Linked DNA regions of Drosophila melanogaster: region 1 is linked to region 2. A link is a contact called in public HiCAR-type data. All regions are on one chromosome and are shown on one strand. Each heading gives the region's core, a stretch centred on a gene start, on an enhancer-like site or on the middle of the called end of the contact. The rest is flanking DNA. Distances are from core to core; before and after follow the strand shown. Region 1 holds the start of galectin (galectin,). Region 2 holds the start of l(2)gl (lethal (2) giant larvae).

What was found. HiCAR-type assays count read pairs that join an accessible place to other places.
Region 1: a contact with region 2 is called in a HiCAR-type map of the S2 cell line, with 2.8 times the contacts expected there. The contact joins the promoter of galectin here to the promoter of l(2)gl in region 2. A contact is called at or near these places in 13 of 107 Hi-C or Micro-C datasets (the Clone 8 cell line, the D17-c3 cell line, the ML-DmBG3-c2 cell line and 7 more) and 1 of 6 datasets of contacts at active chromatin or transcription factors (the S2 cell line).

Annotation. Positions count from the first base shown.
Region 1 is chr2L:68,413-73,733 of dm6, reverse strand. galectin (galectin,) reads right to left here and starts at 1,977. Exons shown (of 4, transcript NM_001258884.1): 1 at 1,930-1,977; 2 at 1,653-1,784. The coding sequence starts at 1,721. It overlaps dbr (debra), which reads right to left. Exons shown (of 7, transcript NM_001258883.3): 6 at 3,185-5,321; 7 at 2,344-3,127. The coding sequence ends at 2,839. It also overlaps asRNA:CR44987.
Region 2 is chr2L:18,094-23,069 of dm6, reverse strand. It overlaps l(2)gl (lethal (2) giant larvae), which reads left to right and starts at 1,694. Exons shown (of 10, transcript NM_164352.3): 1 at 1,694-1,721; 2 at 1,870-2,004; 3 at 3,050-3,190. Ir21a (Ionotropic receptor 21a) reads left to right here. Exons shown (of 5, transcript NM_001103573.2): 3 at 1-76; 4 at 135-327; 5 at 383-1,247. The coding sequence ends at 1,151. It also overlaps asRNA:CR43609.

The DNA of each region.
Region 1 (5,321 bases), core at 728-3,227, 50 kb before region 2:
CTAAGCCACAGCAATTGCGCTCAATTTATCCGATTACGCACTTTTAATTCATTTCCATCCACCACCTCGATGTCGCTGATGCAATCCAAAGGAAAGTGTGTTGTGCTCTCCACCTGTAGAAAACTGTTGTGCAGTTCCATTGTCGTACCGTCCAAGGCATCCATATTTCGGTCACAGTATACACTCGCCTCAATAGCTGCAAAATCAATGTGTGCCTTCCGATGCCTTGAGGGCTGACGCTCGCGGCAATAAAATCCAAACAGTTAAACTTCGCTCGATTTTGTAGGTATTCTGCCACAGAACATCTGACAGATCAACGAGTTCTATAAACAGCTTTTGGAAAACTATCGCTTTGATACACAAAAGCTTTAAAAACACATTGCACTGGCGACACCAATCCTGCTTTAAAATCGCAGTGGCGCCATTATACACAACTCATTTAAACTACATAGTGAAGTGCCTGAACTTAATTAAAACAACAGTGGCGCCATTGTGTATATTGGCGTCAGTGTGGAGTTTTTTTAAATTGGTGTCAGCGCTAAAGAAACCACCCTGTCCGACCGCGACTGTGCGAACAGCTATTAAAAGCTCCCCCACAACGCGAATAGGGGAATTACTGCGGAGTACGCTAAATGTCAAAACAAAGACGAAAAAAGAGAAAAACATTTGTACGTGATGCGTACAAACACATGTTTACACTTTAAGCACTATCACTAAACCACTCAGTATTTGCGCTATAGTATCCCGATTACGCACTTTAAATTCATTTCCATCCACCACCTCGATGCCGCTGATGCAATCCGAAGGAAAGGGTCTTGTGCCCTCCGCCTGTAAAAACCTCTTGTGTAGTTCCGTTGTCGTATCGTCAAAGGCATCCATATTTAGGACACAGTCTGCACCCGCCTCAATGGCTGCAAAATCTATGCCTGCCTTCCGATGCATTGGATCGGATGTTTTTGACACCTGACGCAACCAAAGCTCGCGGCAATGAAATCGAAACAGTTCCAAACGGCGCTTGATGCGATAATAGTTTAAACTTCGTTCGATATTAAAAGTGTTCTGCCACAGAGCATCTGACAGATCGACGAGTTCGCGAACCGAGTGGCAAGCCAGGAGTATTATTGCCGTCATACTGACTATGCAAAGATGGGGTTACCGATTTTACCCGATGCAAATGCGGTTTTGAGCACGGAGCTTATACGCTCTCTCGCTCTTTTGGTGCAATTCAGCGCGCTTTAATGTACGAGATTTTTTTTGGCTGAATACATATATACATACACATGTATGTATGTATGCATCTGAAAGCCAAAATACGTGTGCCTTTAGCAGCGGTTTGTGAGCGGACTGTTTGGAATTTGATTTTATGCCGGCCTGACCGAGGCCACCTATAGCTCAATACTTTTTATCAACCCCGAGATATGTAGCTTTTGCATTCTGATAACATTGTTTGTCTACACATACAAATTTAGTCATGCGTAGGTGCGCCTATACATATGTATCTACATTAAGAAACTTTTCTAGTATGTATATTCTTCATTCATATGTATTAGTACAGGCGTTGTCTGTCGTATTCGATAGCGGTGGTAGTTCTTTTTGGCTATTAATGTACCATAAAGTTGACGATGCAAAGCAATTAGTATCGACAAACTTACATCCTCATTTTTAAACCTCTGATAGGTTTCATCCTGGCTTCGTTTTTGCTTTCCACAGCAGCAAGTCATTTGTATGATGGAAATAAATTGATCTCGGAACAGTTGAAAACGTTGCTATTGTTCATTAGATAGCTGAAAAATAATATGTTACCAATCGCTAAGAAGACCTTTTTTAACGTTAAAAGTTTGATGCTAATAATTAAATAAAAACAATATTTTATTGAACAAGTATATGTTCTTCATTCTTAGAATCACTGGGGCGTTCACATAAACCTACATGTGTACATATTTTGACTTGCTCGATTTCAACAACCGCCACACGTCGCGAAGCTTTTCAAACTGATATTTTGTTTTGCACATTATCATTGTCTGAATCAGCCATTAGACCTCGCGCTGTGTGCTTTGTAAAAAGAGATTGATGTACATATGTACATACATATTTACATTCGTATGTGCAAGTTTTTAAGGCAATTGCCTATTAGCTGTTTTCATTCATTTTCCTGCTGTTTCTAAAGCAGATATATCACAACCGATTTTATCATTACCGAAACATATACAAAAGTGGTGTATATCAAATTGTTATTAATGATCGAAATGACCTGTCGAAGCTTACATTCTTTCTGCTTTTGAACTTAAATAAGTTTGTGAACTATCAATTAAGATGATGTTTAGAAAAGACGTTGCAATTGTTAAATTTTCAGCATCATTATTTATTTACATTATTTAAAATTATTTTTCGGTACCGTTATTATTAAAAACAAAAGTTTAATTAAAACTACAAAAATACAGCTTAGATTCAAGACTGTAAACCAAATAAATATCTTCCGTTCTGCTGTCTAAAGGCATATTCTGGATTTTATGTTAACATACACCAGAAGGTACATTATATGTTCAAAACTTAACCCAAAAGAAAACTTAAGCGCTGAATAATTAATCGATTTACATACGTAAGGAAATTTTTTCAACCAAATCGTGTTATTCTTTAAATAGTTGTACTATTCTTGACTTATTTTCGTGTGTAGACTCCAGCCATTGCTTTTAATAAAGTTAATACAACTATACTAGTTTTTAAATGGGAGTATACATTGTACACAATTACATGTGCATCTTAGAGGGACGTAAAATAGGTATTTAATATTTTCCAAAATAAAACCACATATTTTATATGAAGGATATAAAGCATATCTCAGCGCTGTCGTGTCGAGCGCGTACCCATGCTATGATGTGATTTAGAAGTTGGTCCTTTATAATACTTTGATAACGTTTTGCTAGTACGGGTCGGTCGGGCGTTGGTGCTGTTCCGTTCTGAAGGTTTTTCCGTATCTGCCTTTAACGGCAAGTCATCGTCTTCATCCCATCTAGAGTCTTTTTTTTCTTCATCGCCAAAATCCTCGACGTTGGAATCAATCTTTGATTTACGTCCTCGGCGGTTTCTTGATGATGAAGAACTAACATCAGTTCGCTCCCACTTATCACTAAAAAATACGGTAAACATTTTAAATAAAGTCCGTATCAATAAATCTACAACTCACTCTTTTAGGGAAATCGTGTTTTCTTCTCCTGCTTTAAATCCACGATTCAGCAGGGCCAGCTCCCGCTCGGCAATTGCTTTTTTATGCTCATCTGCCGATTCTGCTGCACTTAGCTTGGTTGTGGAATCGGCAAGTTGCTTCACAGGTTCTTCATGATTGCCTCGCTTCAGCTGAAGCTGTTGCTCCTGGGCCTGTTTTATAGAGCGCTTTAACGCACTTCTAAGAGTGTCGCGGGAGTTTTCAGGCGCTGCATCGGCTCCCAACTGAGAAAGTCCAATAGCCTCCAAAAGCTTTTGTCCAAGCGCAGCTTTGACTTCCGACTTCCGAACGGATACCGAGCCTGCTTTGCTATCATCAATATCGTCACTACCTCCATTGTCCGGGACTGGTTCACACACTTCGGGATTTTCTTTCGCATTAATGGCTCTGGCTTTAGGATCGCAAATGTCTTCCGGGACGGTACTTGTGGGTGCCTGCTTTAGCTGACCCAAAGATTCTTTTCTAACAGTTACCGCACTTTTCTTTGTTTCTCTGGATAAAGTCTGTTTCGTACTTGGAAATACTTCTTTTGAATTCTTTTCATTTGGGGATCCGCTGTTATCGAGCACAACGACTTCAGACGGCTCTGATGACCGAATGTCTGTTTTGCGCCTTTTAAAATTGTATTGGGATCCGGGCTGGGACTGCGGAGAGACGTAGTCATCCTCAAGGTACTTCACATTATGCGGATCGACTGCAAGAGGCGGTTGGGGATCGATCAGTACAATGTCTTCTAAATTAACTGCACTGTCAGAGCCAATACAACTCTGACGAGTTTTTCGCTGGTCTTTTGTTTCTTGTTGTTGCTGCTTAAGGAGTGAGATAAGCGCTTCATTAATAGCGTCGGCCGGATTTGATTCGAACTGCGAAAAAAGCACAGAATTGATATTCGACAGTTCGTTGCTGACATAAGCTGCCTTTGAAGTCGATAACGAAATTATGCGGCGCGTCTTGTCAACAGCAGGTAAATCAAGGGCACGCATCTTTCGTTGATGGCGTTTGACAGTTGGCACGCTAACCGCCTTTTTGTGACGCACAGGCTGCGGTTCCTGTTCCGTGGGACTGGAAGGCACTAATTGAACCGACGTTTCTGGTGGAAGTTTATAAGGCATTGCACTAGATAAGTCAGCCAGCTTAAGTACATCTTTAGTCGCCTGCGATGAATGGTTTGAAGAAGCAGACCCGATAGCTGAGGAAAGTGGATGCTGATCTTGTTGCTGAACCACAGGCAGCATTGGGGCCAAATATGGACCTAAAAGTTGTGTGAGATCTGTGTCTTGAAGAAGGTTTGTGTCTGACATTATAACAGCGAACTTTGAACTTTTTAAGCGGGACATTTGCTCATCACAGTTTTCTGCTGTCACCGGCCATTTTAGAGCCTTGAGAATAAGCATCAACAAGTCTGGATCCCTAATAACGCTTCCCAGGAATATTGCATCAGTGAGGCTTTTAACATTAGAAATTGACGTTGACGGGGGTGAAACATGCGAATCAACCGATATAGTTAAATCGAGTTTTGTGGACTTTGTCTTAGATTGACTTGGCACAGTTTTCTTTAGCTGTGGCAGAGCCGTTTGAAGAAATTGTTCTTCATCCTCCCTTTTCTTTTTTGGCGCCGCAAAGATCATGTGCTCTGGCAGTGCTTCCTCCACGGAAGGTTCACCACCATATTGGGGTACCAGTGTAGTTGTGACCAGTGGTCTAACATCTTCAATAGGGTTTCGATTTTGCGCACCCTTAAGCAGTGATACCTGTCCGGTACGCATGGCTTTAATGTTGTTTAATGTGTTTTTAAGATTTCTACTTTTCTGCAGAAACAAATTACTGTCCTGAGATTTCGTTCCTGGATTGCTAACGTTTGAAGAAATAAGAACGGAAGCTGTAACTGTGTTTCTGCTATCTGTCACGTTGATGTTTCCGGTATTGTCCTCTGCTTGGACTTCAGGTATATTGCCCGTGATGCGCCCATGAGTCTGGATGAAGTTTATTACTCCTTTCGGCGATAGTTTTGTGTCTGGGCTCTTTCTCATTGCGTTGCTACCCAATGACTCTGTGTTTAGGGGCACCAAAGAAGGCAGACACTGCATAGTTCGTTGAG
Region 2 (4,976 bases), core at 445-2,944:
ACGTTGCCAGCTTTTCCGGACACCGTTGACTCTGTGTTGGATCTGCTGGGATTGTTCTTTCGCGTTGGAACCCTGAGTAAGAAAAGGTTAGGCTCGCTACATTTGTATATAATATTTGGGCTTCTTACTTAAAGACAATGGTGGCTGGGAGACCTGGTTCCAGAACTCGACCCATATACCGACGTCTAGATTGTACAAGAAAATGGAGTTTGTCGGGTCCGTAGATGAGGGCATTGGCAACGTTACCCAGAGCTTCTTTTGGAACTATGCCTTTCTTGGCTCAAAGGCTCAGCTCGAATACCTGGTGCAGTCAAATTTTTCAGATGAGTAAGATCGATCCTTTATTTTTAATCTTCCCACCGTAAACGATATCCTCTTTTAGAAATATTTCCCGCCGATCGGCGCTTCATTTGAGTGAAGAGTGTTTTGCTCTTTTCCAAATAGGATTTCTGTTTCCCCGAGAGTCAGTGTATAAAATCAAAATCGACTCGATGATATTACTTGCCCAGCAAAGTGGTCTTATTGCAAAAATCAATAACGAGGTAAGCTGGGTCATGCAGCGATCATCTTCAGGACGCCTGCTCCAGGCAAGTTCTTCGAATTCCTTACGCGAAATAATTCAGGAAGAGCGCCAATTGACTACAGCGGACACAGAAGGAATGTTCCTGCTCATGGCACTGGGCTACTTTCTAGGAGCCACAGCCCTGGTATCCGAGATCGTCGGTGGGATTACCAACAAGTGCCGCCAAATAATCAAGCGCTCCCGCAAGTCGGCCGCCTCCTCTTGGTCGTCGGCGTCAAGTGGGTCAATGCTTCGCACTAATGCCGAGCAACTTTCCCATGATAAGCGAAAGGCCAATAGACGCGAGGCTGCTGAGGTTGCTCAAAAAATGAGTTTTGGAATGCGCGAGTTAAATCTTACCCGCGCAACGCTTCGGGAAATATACGGAAGCTACGGGGCACCTGAAACAGATCATGGTCAGCTAGACATCGTCCACACTGAGTTTCCAAACAGTTCTGCAAAATTAAATAATATTGAAGACGAAGAATCTCGGGAAGCTCTTGAATCTCTGCAGCGTTTAGACGAATTTATGGACCAGATGGATAACGACGGCAATCCTTCCTCACATACATTCCGTATTGACAATTAATCACAGAAATTTTTAAATGCAAATACAAAATAATCACTTTAGTGCACATGAAATTATATGTATTGAAATAAAAAGTTTGATGCAACAACAAATTTTACAGTTGTTTGGTATTTTGTATGGGAAAGTTTGTGGCAATATATGGTTTTACTTGAAAGCGGATTGGACATGGTCACACTGCCCACAAATCACAACATTGCGTTATAAATGAAGCACATCTAGTTTTGTGTTAAGAAAGTGGTTCACAATTTATATAGCAGGTTATGGTAAAACATCGATCGTTCCGAAAAATTCCGCTCGTTGGCACATTTTCTAAATTTTTCGTGCGACAGCGGTGATTATTATATGATATTATTATGATTATATATACAAAAATTATTATAATTATATAAAAGTTGGCGACCATATCAAAAAGGTTGCTATAAAAACAAATGGCAATTTATAGCGGAGTTTCACTCCCAAAGCGATGTTCTCCACCCATTCCAGTCAGTCATGGTAAATATACCTTCTAAAAAATATATGATTTTTTCGATAGAGATACACGGGCACACTAGACCCACCGATCGCGACTTTGTGTGTGTTAAAATGACGCGCATATCGTTTTGGGCTAATAATATTGTTCACGTTTTATAAAACAGATACACGGTTAAGCTCTGACCGGTCGTATTATTATCTGTGTGTTCTTGGTTGACACGTTTATTTCATTTATTCTCATTTAAAGCAACGATGTGAAGAACAGTGCGGGCGTTTCTCAACATAAGAATACATACAAACTTATGCGTGATGGTGAGCAAATAAAATAGTTCAAAAAATTACTCGGCCACCGCCTTAACCGTACAAACGGAAATACATAAAGGTAAAGGGCTCAACAACAGTATTACTGATTAGGCAATTGATTTATATTTCAAACTTCTTAAATAAAGTGTCCACAAATATGTATGTTCTTAGCATAGAGGCGTAGTCGGTGAGTCAGCCACGCCAACAGTTAACAGTCGTCATTTTGCTGTCTGTCTAACACGCAATTTGTGTGTGTATATGTGAATAAACAGATACCGGTATGCAATCGCAAAGCTGGTCAACTGTAAAGATCGGTATGTACTCAAAATTAGGTCATCACCTTGTTATGCAGATACATTTGGGAAACAGTTGACTTACTTGGTATTGGTTATCAGCCGAAAAGCAAATGGTGATACGGTTTTGCACCTCAGCTTACTCACGGATACATACCTACGTACATAAATGTATGTATACGGTATACAGTCTTAGAAAAAATATTAGTACCGACCAGCTAGCGTTTGCCTAAAACGCTTTTACAAAAATAAACGTATATGTTTTAAGTTGTTTTTTGTCCTAATTAATACATTTATTATTATTTATTTATGAATTTTAGAGCTTTAATAGTAACTAAATTGTTTAAACAAACTTTAAAAAAGATTTACAAATAAAAAAATATTTCGTGTGCGTGACGGAATTGCTAGTTCATTAAAGGGAGGTACATATGTACATACATACACATTGCAAAGAGTACAGATCGCTCATCATTTCATTTTTCCTAATGTACATATACATATGTACAAACATGTTTATTAAACTGCCTACATGCAAATCTTTGAAGTTTTAAGAAAATAAGCACAACTAGTTTGGAAAATCTTGGGAGCCAAGATCTATCTGTCCACTGATTTTCCTATGACTTCAAGAATGTAAAACCCTTTTTGTTAAACAAATTTTGATTAAAGTATACCAGAATAATATTAAACGTATCGTCCGTATCTATAAAAGGTATTAATAGTATTACCTAAATTTAAATTCTCGGTTTTATTCATAAGAGTGAAAAAATATACAAGTTCCTTTTTAATTTTTTACTTATTGAAAATTTGATTAATTTTTATTATTATTTTCAGTTTAGAATAAATTCGGCCACAATTAATATACTTATTTATTCATCAAAACCAAACCACCACAAGAGCATAACCAATCATGTTAAAGTTTATCAGAGGAAAAGGGCAGCAGCCCAGTGCTGACAGACAACGCTACATCGTAAGGTAAAACAAACAATTTTCTCTTTCCGTTCTATTTTTTTTTTTTTAAGTATTTGTAGCCGATTGGTATATTTTGTGGGGTCATTTATTTTGATCTTGGGTGGTAAATACATTTTTATGGAAGTTAGAAGAAAGCTTATAATTTATGAGGAATAAATAAATACCTCCTTTTGAATCTTTTGTTATGTCTTCTCCTATGTGCATACTTTTGGGCATTAACATTTAGGTAAATTTTTTCCACCGCAACTACAAGTAAACCGCATACACACACAGTATTTTGTAGACTCGCGCCACAAAGCACCGCATAAAAAAGGTTACGGTGCTTTTTTGCTCGTTTCTTTTGTGCACTCCTTCTATGCGGTGCCAAATATGAGGAGGTACCTGAAGCTTGGTTGATTTTGTGAGTGTCTTTTTCCACAGCATATTTTTGTGTATTGGCTACTTTAAAAATTCTATTATATCGTTGTGCTCGTAATGTTGTCCATTCCTTTTAAATATTTTCGAATTAAATATACCATAGATGTTTCCCTATTACCATAATAGTTTAATAAATATACGTATATGAAATTTTTTTTATCCTATGTTAGTATAAACATGTTATTCAACAAATAAAAGTAGGTCAGAGGTAATCGCCATCCAGCTCCAGAAAGAGGGGGGAGCTGATAAGATTGCGTTTATGTACCTAATGGGTTGGGTAAGTGGCTTGGTTTCACAAACACCCTTATTTCAGGTACAAAATAAGTATGTCATAGACGGCGTAAAATTGATAAGATTTTAAAGTCAAAAGAAAATGAGTTTATTCGCCTGTAACTGCGTTAGAAATCCAAATACACCCGCAATATTATATGTATAGAAAGAAAAAGTTTGATGCAACAACAAATTTAAAGTTGTTTGGTATTTTGTAATGGAAAGTTTGTGTCACTAAATATGGTTTTACTTGAACGCAGATTGGACATGGTCACACTGCCCACAAAATCACGACATTGCGTTATAAATGAAGCACATCTAGTTTTGTGTTGAAAATGTGGTTCACAATTTATATAGCAGGTTATGGTAAAACATCGATCGTTCCGAAAAATTCCGCTCGTTGGCACATTTCCTAAATTTTTCGTGCGACAGCGGTGATTAATTACAAAAATTATTATTATAATTATATAAAAGTTGGCGACCATATCAAAAAGGTTGCTATAAAAACAAATGACAATTTATAGCGGAGTTTCACTCCCAAAGCGATGTTCTCCACCCATTCCAGTCAGTCATGGAAAATATACCTTCTAAAAAATATATGATTTTTTCGATAGAGATACACGGGCACACTAGACCCACCGATCGCGACTTTGTGTGTGTTAAAATGACGCGCATATCGTTTTGGGCTAATAATATTGTTCACGTTTTATAAAACAGATACACGGTTAAGCTCTGACCGGTCGTATTATTATCTGTGTGTTCTTGGTTGACACGTTTATTTCATTTATTCTCATTTAAAGCAACGATGTGAAGAACAGTGCGGGCGTTTCTCAACATAAGAATACATACAAACTTATGCGTGTTGGTGAGCAAATAAAATAGTTCAAAAAATTACTCGGCCACCGCCTTAACCGTACAAACGGAAATACATAAAGGTAAAGGGCTCAACAACAGTATTACTGATTAGGCAATTGATTTATATTTCAAACTTCTTAAATAAAGTGTCCACAAATATGTATGTTCTTAGCATAGAGGCGTAGTCGGTGAGTCAGCCACGCCAACAGTTAACAGTCGTCATTTTGCTGTCTGTCTAACACGCAAT